Regions from separate parts of the Mus musculus genome. Here all the other regions are linked to region 1. A link is a contact called in public Hi-C and Micro-C data. All regions are on one chromosome and are shown on one strand. Each heading gives the region's core, a stretch centred on a gene start, on an enhancer-like site or on the middle of the called end of the contact. The rest is flanking DNA. Distances are from core to core; before and after follow the strand shown. Region 1 holds the start of Ubn2 (ubinuclein 2). Region 2 holds the start of 4930599N23Rik (RIKEN cDNA 4930599N23 gene). Region 3 holds the start of Trim24 (tripartite motif-containing 24).

Region 1 (3,240 bases), core at 187-2,686:
GTCATTCTCCAGAAATCCACAACGGACAAAATGCTCCCAATTCGAACTAATGAGAGCCACTCAAATAATATGACTGGGCAGCCACCGGGTAAGACAAGAGACCTTTCCATTCAAAGACAATGTGCACAAACTCAACACACACACACACACACACACACACACACAAAGCTAACAATATTTACCAACACAAGTGCAACCACATTACGAATCCACTTTTTCATTCCTAACGTGGAATCATTAGTTTCTGAAAATGTTTAATTTCTCTTAAATCCCCTTCAATCAAGGAAAATAAACCACCCGGCCACGAGCCCATCTCAGCAGCCCTGGCGCACGGTACAGCTGGGTTGAGGAAGGATGAGGATGAGCCGAGAAGGGGTCACACAATCTCTCCGCTTCAGACCGGGGGGCGTGTCCCCCAAGGTTTTTTTTTCGCTTCCCTTCTACCGGAACGACAGATGGAAGTGCCACAAGAAGCTAGCCGCACGGCTCACAGGGCCTCGGGATTTGGTGTGGGGAACAGAAAGGAAAAGGAGGAAAAAGCTGAGGTTTCGAAAGGTGCACAGGAAAACCGGCTCGGCGCGGTGTGGTGGGGGCAGCATCGGCCACCCAGGAGGGCCGAGCCGCGCAGCTCCCGCCCCGTCTAGCTGCCCGGCCCCCGCCACCCCACCCCCGGGGCGAGCGAAGTGCAGAGCAGCCCGGGCAGGCGGCGGGTCCGGAGGCGCCCGGGCTGTGGGGCGGCCGGGAGGGAGGGACCCTCTGTACCCGTTGTTCTCCGCACAGCAGCAGCTCCGGGTAGCTGAACTCCACGCAGCTTTCGTCCGTGGGGTCCTTGAGCACCAGCTCCAGGCGAACCGTCTCCTTCGGCGGTCGCGGCGGCGGCTCCGCCCGGGAAGCCGACTCCCGCGGAGGGGGAGTCTGCAGGGGCAGCGGCGGCGGCGGCGGCTCGGGCCGCGGGGGCTCGCGCTGCAGCGCCATGGGCGGCTCGGCGCGGCTGACCTCGCGCTGGGGGAGCGGCTTGTCGCGCGCCGGGGGCTGCGCGTCAGCGCGGGGGGCCGGCTCCGCCCGGGCCGGCTCGCGGTACGGCTGCGGCTCCAGTCGGGGGGGCTCGCGCTCGGCGCCCGCGAAGTCGGCCTCGCGTCGCCTCACCGGTGACAGGCTAATGAACGCGACTCTGCGCGGCTCCGCCATCCCCACTGTTCTGGCCCTCGGCGCTCGCTCGAGCCGGCTCTCGCCTCGACGCCGCACGGCGCGCCTGCCCGCCTCTCCTTCTGCTCTCCGTCACTTTTCTTCCCTCCAGCACCCTCAGCTGTCCCCGCGGACGCCACCGTGAGTGCGGACCGGGTCCCCGTCCCCGCTACTACGTTCTGATGGGCTCCACCGCCATCGCCAGGGTCGCCGCAGCCGCCATGTTGGATCCCCCACATAAATAGAAGCAGGCCGCTGAGCGGGCGCATGCGCACACTCGAGACGCTCGCGTCCACAGTCGTGGCTGTTGCTCAGTTTTCCCCTTTTCCTCTCAACAGTCTGGAGGCCAGACAGCTCGGCGGAAGTGACGTCACAGACAGGCCTGTCTCCGTGGCAACGGGGACGCTCTCTGCTTTGCTTTCAAAGGAGGGGTTTGGGGTTCCCTGAGTGATTTCCTCCTCTCGCCCGGAAACCGAGGCACGCTCGCCGATCCCTTAGGGTGAGCGTCGCGATGTGCCTGGGACCGACACAGTCATGGCGCCGGGTCCCGCCCGACGTTGGCCTCTGGCTCTCGGCGCTGGGGAACAGGGTTGTCAGCTGAGGATTCCAGGCGGACCCAGGGCAGGGGTGAGGGGCTCGCGGCCCGGCGCCGGGCCCGCCGGTCTGTTGTCCCGTCACCTGAGGTGTCCAGGGTAGAAAGGCGAAAACTAAACTCTCCTCAGACCCCTCCCGAAAGCGCTACGCTGCCTCCCACACCGCTGCCTCCCACACCTCTTCCTAGCCGCTTTGCGCATGGCGGTGAGACGTTCAGTGACGCGCCTCAGTTGGGAAATTGAACTGGCAAAGGAACAGTTCTTGAAGACTTGAACGTCTTGGCAGCCTTTGGTGTTATTTTAGGGGACATGCTCCCGGGGGAAGAAAATTCACGGCTCATCTTTGAGTGGGAAGGAGCGTTGCTTAGGCTTCGTTGGAGCATCGTGGGAAACGAACTGGAATTCAGATTTTAACGGACGAGAATTACTAGCCCTTTTCATCTATTCAATAGAAAGGGAATTGAAAGACTCCCTTGCCGCATCCTCAAGGAAACCCAAGCTTGTTAATTGCATCAACTATATTAGATGTTGAAGAGCTGAGTCAAAGAGTCGTCACAGACGTTTTTAATATTTGCTCTTCTATTCCTTTCCAAAGGTGTACCAAATGGTGATGGAATGTTCAACCCAAAAGATTGTGCTAGCTCTAAGCCAGGTGTAGAGATGTATCCCTTTAGTGTCAGGAAGATACAGGCTGTTACATTTCAACATGGTCCACATAGACAACTGCAGGTCAGCTAACACTTCTTTTTTTTTTTTTTTTTTTTTTTTTTTGGTTTTTTGAGACAGGGTTACTCTGTGTAGCCCTGGCTGTCCTGGAACTCACTCTGTAGACCAGGCTGGCCTCTGCCTACCGAGTGCTGGGATTAAAGGCATGCGCCACCACGCCCGGCCAGCTAACACTTCTTAATGGAAGTGGGTGCACTCTGGAGCCAGGCGGATCTCTATGAGTTCAAGGCCAGCCTGGTCTATTTAGTGACTTCTAAGACAGCCAGACCTACATAGTGAGACCCTGTCTGGAAAAAAAAAAAAAAAAAAAACTGGCAGCAGCAACAAGAAAAAAAAAAGAGGAAGATGATGAATTTCTTCCTTACAATGCTGCAATATTTTCTTGACACTATATTTTACCTCCAACATTCCTTCCACTGCTCCTGGTTCTGTTTGGGTCTCCTATTTTTGGATTGAAGTGACCTTTCTGCCCACAGACTCTGTTTCTGCCATCTTAAAATGGGCAATTAAAGTTTTTGGAACACTTTCTTTTTTTCTTTTTTTTTTTTTTCTTTAGTTTTTCGAGACAGGGTTTTTCTATATAGCCCTGGCTGTCCTGGAACTCACTTTGTAGAAATCTGCCTGCCTCTGCCTCCCGAGTGCTGGGATTAAAGGCATGCGCCACCATGCCCGGCTTCTGGAACACTTTCTGATGTATCTCTATCCCATCTCCAATTGACTGAGGGCTATACCTGTG
Region 2 (3,240 bases), core at 366-2,865, 680 kb before region 1:
AGCCTAGTGTTGTATGTGTTGTATGTTTATACAGTCTACCACTGAGTTTCTGGCCCAGCCTGCTGTCTTTTTTTTTGTGGTGTGTGTGTGGTAGGATGTCATTTCTCAGGAGCTTTCCGCCTTTTTTTTTTTAAGTTTATTTATGTATATGTATGTGTGTGCCACAGCACACATGTGAAGGTCAGAGGACAATTTTGGGGGTGTGGGGTGTTTCTCTCTCCATCCCCTTTTACCTGGGTTTTGGGGATCCACCTCAGGCTGGCAGGCTTTGGACAGCAGGTACTTTTCTCTGCTAAGCCATCTCTCCAGTTCCCGCCTTATTTTGAGACAGAATCTCTCACTGGGTTCCAGGGTTTGCCAATTGGTCTACTCTAATCCCATTTTATTACATTTTTGTAGTAATACTCCCCCCCCCCCCCAGCACACACCTTCCTAAGGATTGAGCCCAGGGGCTATACCCTCAGTTGCTCTTTTCTGTAGTATTTTATACTTAGAATAAAATTTTATTCATTTTAAATTAATTTTCTAAGCACTCACCTCCCAATTTTCAGCCTTCACCTTTCCTTTTTCCACTTTCCTAGTACCTCCCACACTCCACTGTGACCAAAGTGTTGGGTTTGCTTCATGCTCACTCAAAAACATCCTACTGTGTACACTTTCAAATCCAGACTGGACTAGAACTCAGAGATTGCCTGCCTCTGCCTCCCAAGTGCCGGGATTAAAGGCGCCTTCACACCTGTCGTGCCTGGTGTCTGAAGCGTCCAGAAGAGGGTGTCAGATCCCTCCTGGAACCAGGGTTACAGGCAGTTGTGAGCTGCTATGTGGGTGCTGGGAACCCGGCCGAGGTCCTCTTCCAGAGCAGTGCGGCCGCTTAACCTCCGATCAGCCCCATGGAATACTACTTGATTACAATCTTTTCTCACAACATACTAATGTCCTTCTAGGTCAAACCCAGAGAATTAACATGCTTGTTAAACTCTTGTTGTCTGAATCACCGTCTTACTGTTTCCAGTACTCCGTCCTCTCCTGTGAACATGACTTACTAACGCTTTTATTCCCGGGAGACTCCTGGAGGAAGGAATGGGGGTGCCAAAAGTCGTATTTTAATAGGTATACCCCCACACACCCCCGTTTACTTACCCCGAGAACGTTTAACTCCCAGGGTAACACACAGGAGAGTTCTTTCCGGTGAGGAATCGAACTAGGTGCATCACCTTTACTCAGAAGGGGCGAGGGAGGGAGGATCGGCCCCCTTTAAAGGACGTACCTACGCTTTCCTTCTGGAAATGCGGGATCCGCTACAAAAGCGGAGTGTCTGGCAATTCGGAGCGACTGTTTCCGTTTGTTCCGGGGTGCGGTGGGACCGGGTCCGTCGTCCCCGCTTCCGAGGCCCGCCTGCTAAAGCCCGCTTTGGCTCGGGCGACTTCTGAGCCCCCCTGAGCGCGCCGGCCGACGCACCAACCGGCCGCAACCGGCCGGCGCCGTCTGGAAACTTCGCTCGGCTTTTCCGAGATCGAGGTTGCTGACTGAACCCCCCGCGGCGTCCCTCGGGCCTAGCTGAACGCGCCACTCGCCTCACAGGACGCTGCTGCCTCGAAGGGAGCGGCCACGACTCCCTCAGACGCGGGAGTCCGGCCCCGTGAGGACCCGCGCCCCGCATCTCCGGCCGCGCGACGCCTCGAGGCACGCCGGGTCGCCCAGTGCGCGCGCAAGCGAGCGCGGGCCGCCGTCGAGCCGCGCGGTCCCCAGCTGGCGGCCCTAAGACAAGGGCGCCGGCTCCTCAGCTGCGGCCCGAGGGCGTGGCAAGGCCCCACGGCTCCTGTTTTCCCGGCCGGAGCCCGCTTTCGGTTTCGTTTCCTTCCAGCGAAACAGTGGGGCCCGGCCCGTGAAAGGCGCCGCCGTCCGTGCTAAGCCTCAGTCCGACGGCCATGGCCCAGGCCGCGGTGGCAGTGGCAGAGGTGACCCAGCTGCTGTGCGCGGCGGGGGGCGCCTTGGAGTTGGCGGAGCTGCGGCGCCGCTTGCGAACCAGCCTGGGGACCGACGCGCTGGAGCGGCTGCTGCGGGACTGCGGGCGCTTCGTGGTGGCCTCGCGGGCGGTCGTGGCCGTGGGCGCGGGCCGGGAGGCCGCGGCGGCAGCCTCGGAGCGCTTGGTGCTGGCCGTGTCGTCGCTGCGTCTGTGCCGCGCGCATCAGGGCCCCAAGCCGGGCTGCACCGGGCTCTGCGCGCAGCTGCATCTCTGCAAGTTTCTCATCTACGGCAACTGCAAGTTCCTGAAGACCGGGTAAGGACGCCAACGGTGGGCTTGGGCGGATGCTCCTGGCCCTCCACTCTCGGACCTCCACCCTCGTCCCGTGATTGGGGCAGACCGCTAGGTGACAGTTCCTCAGCCTCGCCTGTCCTTCACTCTCAAGAACGTTTATTGATCACCTACTTAGTGACTGGCAGTGTATGGTGGACTAGCACAGATAGAATGTGGTGCCAAGAGGGACACCTGAGCATGGCAGTATGGCCCCCAGGAGGGAAGCTGGTCCTCAGGGCTGCTTTGAGGAGCAGGCAGCAAGGCTTGCTGTCCCAGCTGTAAGGAGGCTTTGGAAGTGCCACTCAACTTCTGTTTGTCTGTTTACAAGCCGAAATTCAGAATTTCAAGATCCATAGAGAGTTCCGCTCTCCTCTAGCCACAGACCTTCCTGGGTGCCTTTCTACACCCCCACCCCCCACCCCCCACTTTGTTTCATTTAGGTGGCAGAGCCCTGTCTGGAATGCCCTTCCTGGTTTGCTTTTTTAGCGCCTCGGGCAGGAGCTGAAAGATTTTTCGCTTTTTTGAGCTTTCTCTAACTCTTCCACAACACACTTTATGTCCTTATTAGTCTGGGCTGCTCTCTGCTTGCACCTGCAAGGTGATTAGTGAAATCTGTTTATACTGAAGAATTTGGGCCTCACCTTAAAGGTGATAAGGCCTGTTGAATGTCAGCTGTGAGGTTTGTGTTTTAGGAAGATGTCTTGGGTAATGATTCGGGGATGCTGGGTTAGGAGAGGATGTTGGAGACTTCATGCTTCGAATCTAGTCCAGTTATCTAGAAGGATTAGTTTCTTCCCTCCCTGCTTCCTTTTGCTGTAACAGTAGACATCACTTTTTATGATGTCAGGTTAATAGTCACGTTGGGTTAGTAACCTTGACCTGTGTAGTCAATCAGGGATCCAGACTGGGTACAGCTGCACCCTCAACACTTTTGAGACAGT
Region 3 (3,240 bases), core at 415-2,914, 560 kb after region 1:
ATAGTTTCCTGTATTTAAAGACTGTTGTAAGAAAAAACTAAATGCATCTAATTCAACAATCCAAGCCAGCAATTGCATCCTGACCTAATAAATATAATTACTTAACAAATTAACTTAAAACAGTTATTCCCTTTAAAAGAGATGTTAAAAGTGTCTGGCTAGCAGGTGCAATGGCTCATGCCTGTTATCTTTACTCTGAAGAAGCTGAGGCAGGAAGATTGCTAGCTGTGGACAATTCTGGGCTGCTACATAAGCCAAACAAAACATACACACACACACACACACACACACAAAACCCAAGAAGCAAGAGAAAAAAGATTTCCCTTCCTCAGTTACTTCGCATTTTAAAGACGTCAATTTGCCCAAATATTTGCAATATTAAAAGTTAAAAACTTCAAGTGTTCTCCCAGAAATAATTACTGCACTTCAAATCACTTTCAACGATTTAAACCTGGTAACATAAGCAAAGGAAACTACCTGTCAAAAACTAATTACCCAATAACACCACAAAAGAGAAAGTAACTTCCAACTACGGCATACAAAACACTTTGGAAGTCTATTTACTTTCTATCGTTTATCGAATCGCTCGAAATAAAATCTCCGAAAGCAGCAGACAACAAAACAACTTATCCCGGTTCCTTTGTCCCCTACGGAGGGGACAGAGAGGGAACTCATTAAGGTAAAAAGCCCGGAACGCACAAGATTCGAAACAGACGGCAGCCAATCTGCAATCAATCATCAAAGAAAATCCCCATCACTTCATCTCCATCCCTTCCTCCCCCCTCCGGCTCGCATAACCCGGGTGTACACGAGCTGATCCAGATCATATGCACCCGGACAAAGCTTTGCGGAGGAGCAGAGAGCAGCTAACTCGCCACAACCGTCAGAGCTCTGCAAAAGTGAGGGACCGCCGAGTCGCTCAGCCGGCGCGGGCCCATTTCACCCCCTCCCCAGCCGCGTGACAGCGGGTCGCGCCCGCCACCTCGCGGGCCCCTCTCACCTTGGGTGGCGAATGGCGAAGGACCACCGGCCGGGGAGCCCGGGGCGGGGGCGGGGGCGGGAGCGGGTGGAGGGGTCTCTGCCGAGCCCAGCGCGGGCGCCGTCAGCATGAGATAGCGCTGCGGCGCGGGCAAACAGCGCTGGCAGAACGAGTGCAGGCAGGGCAGCAGCTTGGGCACCCGGCTCTGGATGTTCTGGTGGCACACGGCGCAAGTGTCCAACAGGTTGAGCCGGGACGCCTCGCCGCCGCTCTCCGAGTCCGGGCCCTGCCGGCTCTCGGCCTCATTCTCCCCGCTCGGCGCCGCCGCTGCGGGGCCTCCGGCCGGAGCCGCTGCCGCCGCCGCCTTCTCCACAGCCACCTCCATTGTCCTGCGGCCGCCGCCGGGGAAGCGGGAGCGCGCTCACCGCCCGCCGCCCCCGACGACCTCCGCAGCCGCCGCCGCCTCCCGCTTCTCCGAGGCCGAACGGACTCGCGGAGGGAGCACAGGGAGGAAGCCACCTCCCGAGTGGCGCGGCCGGAAGACGCGGAGCTGTCAACGGGGACCGGTTCCCGCACCGCGACGCCGCCGCGCGGGCCGATAGGCAAACCGCCACCGAGACGCTCGATTCCGCCCAGCGCGCCCGCCCGTGCCTAGCAGCCTTTCTCTCGGGCCCCTTGGACCACCGCGGGCCCCGCCCCCACCTCCCTCTCCCAGCAACCGCGGCGACTGCGAGCCGAGCGCCATCCAATGACCGCCGCGCCTGCCCAGGGGGCGGGGTCTGCAGAAGCCCGCGAGGCTCGGACGGCCCCCGCGGGAGGTTGGGAGTGGGCGGGGCTAGCCCCGCCGGACGCGAGGACCGCGGCCGCTGATTGGCTCGCTGTGTGTGTGTCTCTCTTCTGTAGATTGTAAAGGAATCATTTGTTAAGGAGCCAGAGCAGGCATCGGGTTCCGCCCGCCGCTATGGCCCCGCCCAAGGGGCGGGGGCTCTGCCCAGTCTACCCAGCCTGATTAATTAAGAAACTGCTTGGAAAACTGCTTTTACTACTGGAGACTTAAATGGGTAAAGGAGTAAGATCGTGGGAGGGCCACGGGAGGATGAAGAAGTAAGTTACGTGCAAACGAGAAGAGACCCAAAACCGGGTTGTATGAGCCCACATTGTGTGAAAGGGGGAGTGTGCAGGCAGCTTTACTCTTTTTGTGGCCTGAATTTATCTCTGTGATGAATTAATGAGAATGATGTAAAGGGGGAGAAATTACAAATTTGTCGGAACTTTAAAAGACCTCAATGGAAAAGGGTGAAATTAATTTTGCTTCTTAAATGAATAAAAGCAGTTAATTTTTTTGAGGACTAAATAAATGATCTGCAAGTGTCCATAGTACCTGAATATTAAACTCTTAAAAAAAAAAAAAAGGCAGACGTGGTAGCACACACCTATACTAATACTCCAGAGGCAAAGGCAGGAAAATCACTACAAATTCAAAGTTATTCTAGGTTTTAGTCAGTGTAAAAGCCTGTCTCAAAAGGGGGGGGGGGGACCTCAATTCTGGTTTTAGAGTTTCAGTATTATATTTCATGTCTTCCTTCTCCCGTGCTTGTTACCGGAAATTCTGGGGAGTCCCATGGGAAGTGCCACCTGTTACTAGGGAAATCAGAGTCCCCTCTTGAGGTTCTTAGTCTCATTAATAAAAGAATTTAAGAAGAGCCTCAAAAGAAGCTGGAGGAAATTTTATTAGAGTTTAAAAGAAAAGAAAGAAAAAAACCAATGCAGGCAAGCTGTAAATCTCAGCAGCTGCCCAGAGGAAGATGGAGAAGTGGAAGAGATGCCATGCCATTTGTGTTAAACAGCCACATGGTTACAGCAGCCACATGGAGGGGAGCTTTAGAGAAAGAGTAAGGAAGCCGAAACTATCAGAGACTGTGTATTAGGCTAACACCCAAAAGAAAAGAGAAGACAAAGAGAAGGTTGGGAGTTTCTGAGACAGAATAGACAGAAATCCTGGAGAATCTCGTGGGGAATCTGGAACTACTGCACTATGGGCCAGGAATTTGGGGGAAGAACACTGTTTATTAAAGAGATTATTCCTCTGTGTCTTTAGCGTGGCTGAAGGTGAACCTGCCTTTCTAAGGGATGGTCCCTTATCCAGGTGATGGGCAGACTCAGCTGGATTAAGGTTTACAGAAGGAGACAATGGCGTGACTCTACCTCAAAGGTAGATTTCATTGGGTTATGATTAGTAGGCAACATTTTTCCTTTAATGG

The links. Hi-C and Micro-C count contacts between places; a contact is called where the count stands out from the background.
Region 2: a Micro-C map of embryonic stem cells shows a contact between it and region 1, with 3 times the contacts expected there. The contact joins the promoter of 4930599N23Rik here to the promoter of Ubn2 in region 1. A contact is called at or near these places in 2 of 39 promoter capture datasets (both in liver), 1 of 484 Hi-C or Micro-C datasets (embryonic stem cells), 2 of 115 datasets of contacts at active chromatin or transcription factors (bone marrow-derived macrophages and memory CD8 T cells) and 1 of 9 other capture datasets (liver).
Region 3: a contact with region 1 is called in a Hi-C map of uterus, with 7 times the contacts expected there. The contact joins the promoter of Trim24 here to the promoter of Ubn2 in region 1. A contact is called at or near these places in 4 of 39 promoter capture datasets (cranial neural crest, hippocampal neurons, liver and 1 more), 6 of 484 Hi-C or Micro-C datasets (CD4 T cells, Th1 cells, cardiomyocytes and 3 more) and 1 of 9 other capture datasets (pancreatic islet).

Annotation. Positions count from the first base shown.
Region 1 is chr6:38,432,121-38,435,360 of GRCm38.p6, reverse strand. It overlaps Ubn2 (ubinuclein 2), which reads right to left and starts at 1,436. Exons shown (of 17, transcript NM_177185.4): 1 at 763-1,436. The coding sequence starts at 1,188.
Region 2 is chr6:39,116,848-39,120,087 of GRCm38.p6, reverse strand. It overlaps 4930599N23Rik (RIKEN cDNA 4930599N23 gene), which reads right to left and starts at 1,615. Exons shown (of 4, transcript NR_045813.1): 1 at 1,268-1,615. It overlaps Parp12 (poly (ADP-ribose) polymerase family, member 12), which reads left to right and starts at 1,739. Exons shown (of 12, transcript NM_172893.3): 1 at 1,739-2,281. The coding sequence starts at 1,929.
Region 3 is chr6:37,869,235-37,872,474 of GRCm38.p6, reverse strand. Trim24 (tripartite motif-containing 24) reads right to left here and starts at 1,664. Exons shown (of 19, transcript NM_145076.4): 1 at 1,001-1,664. The coding sequence starts at 1,364.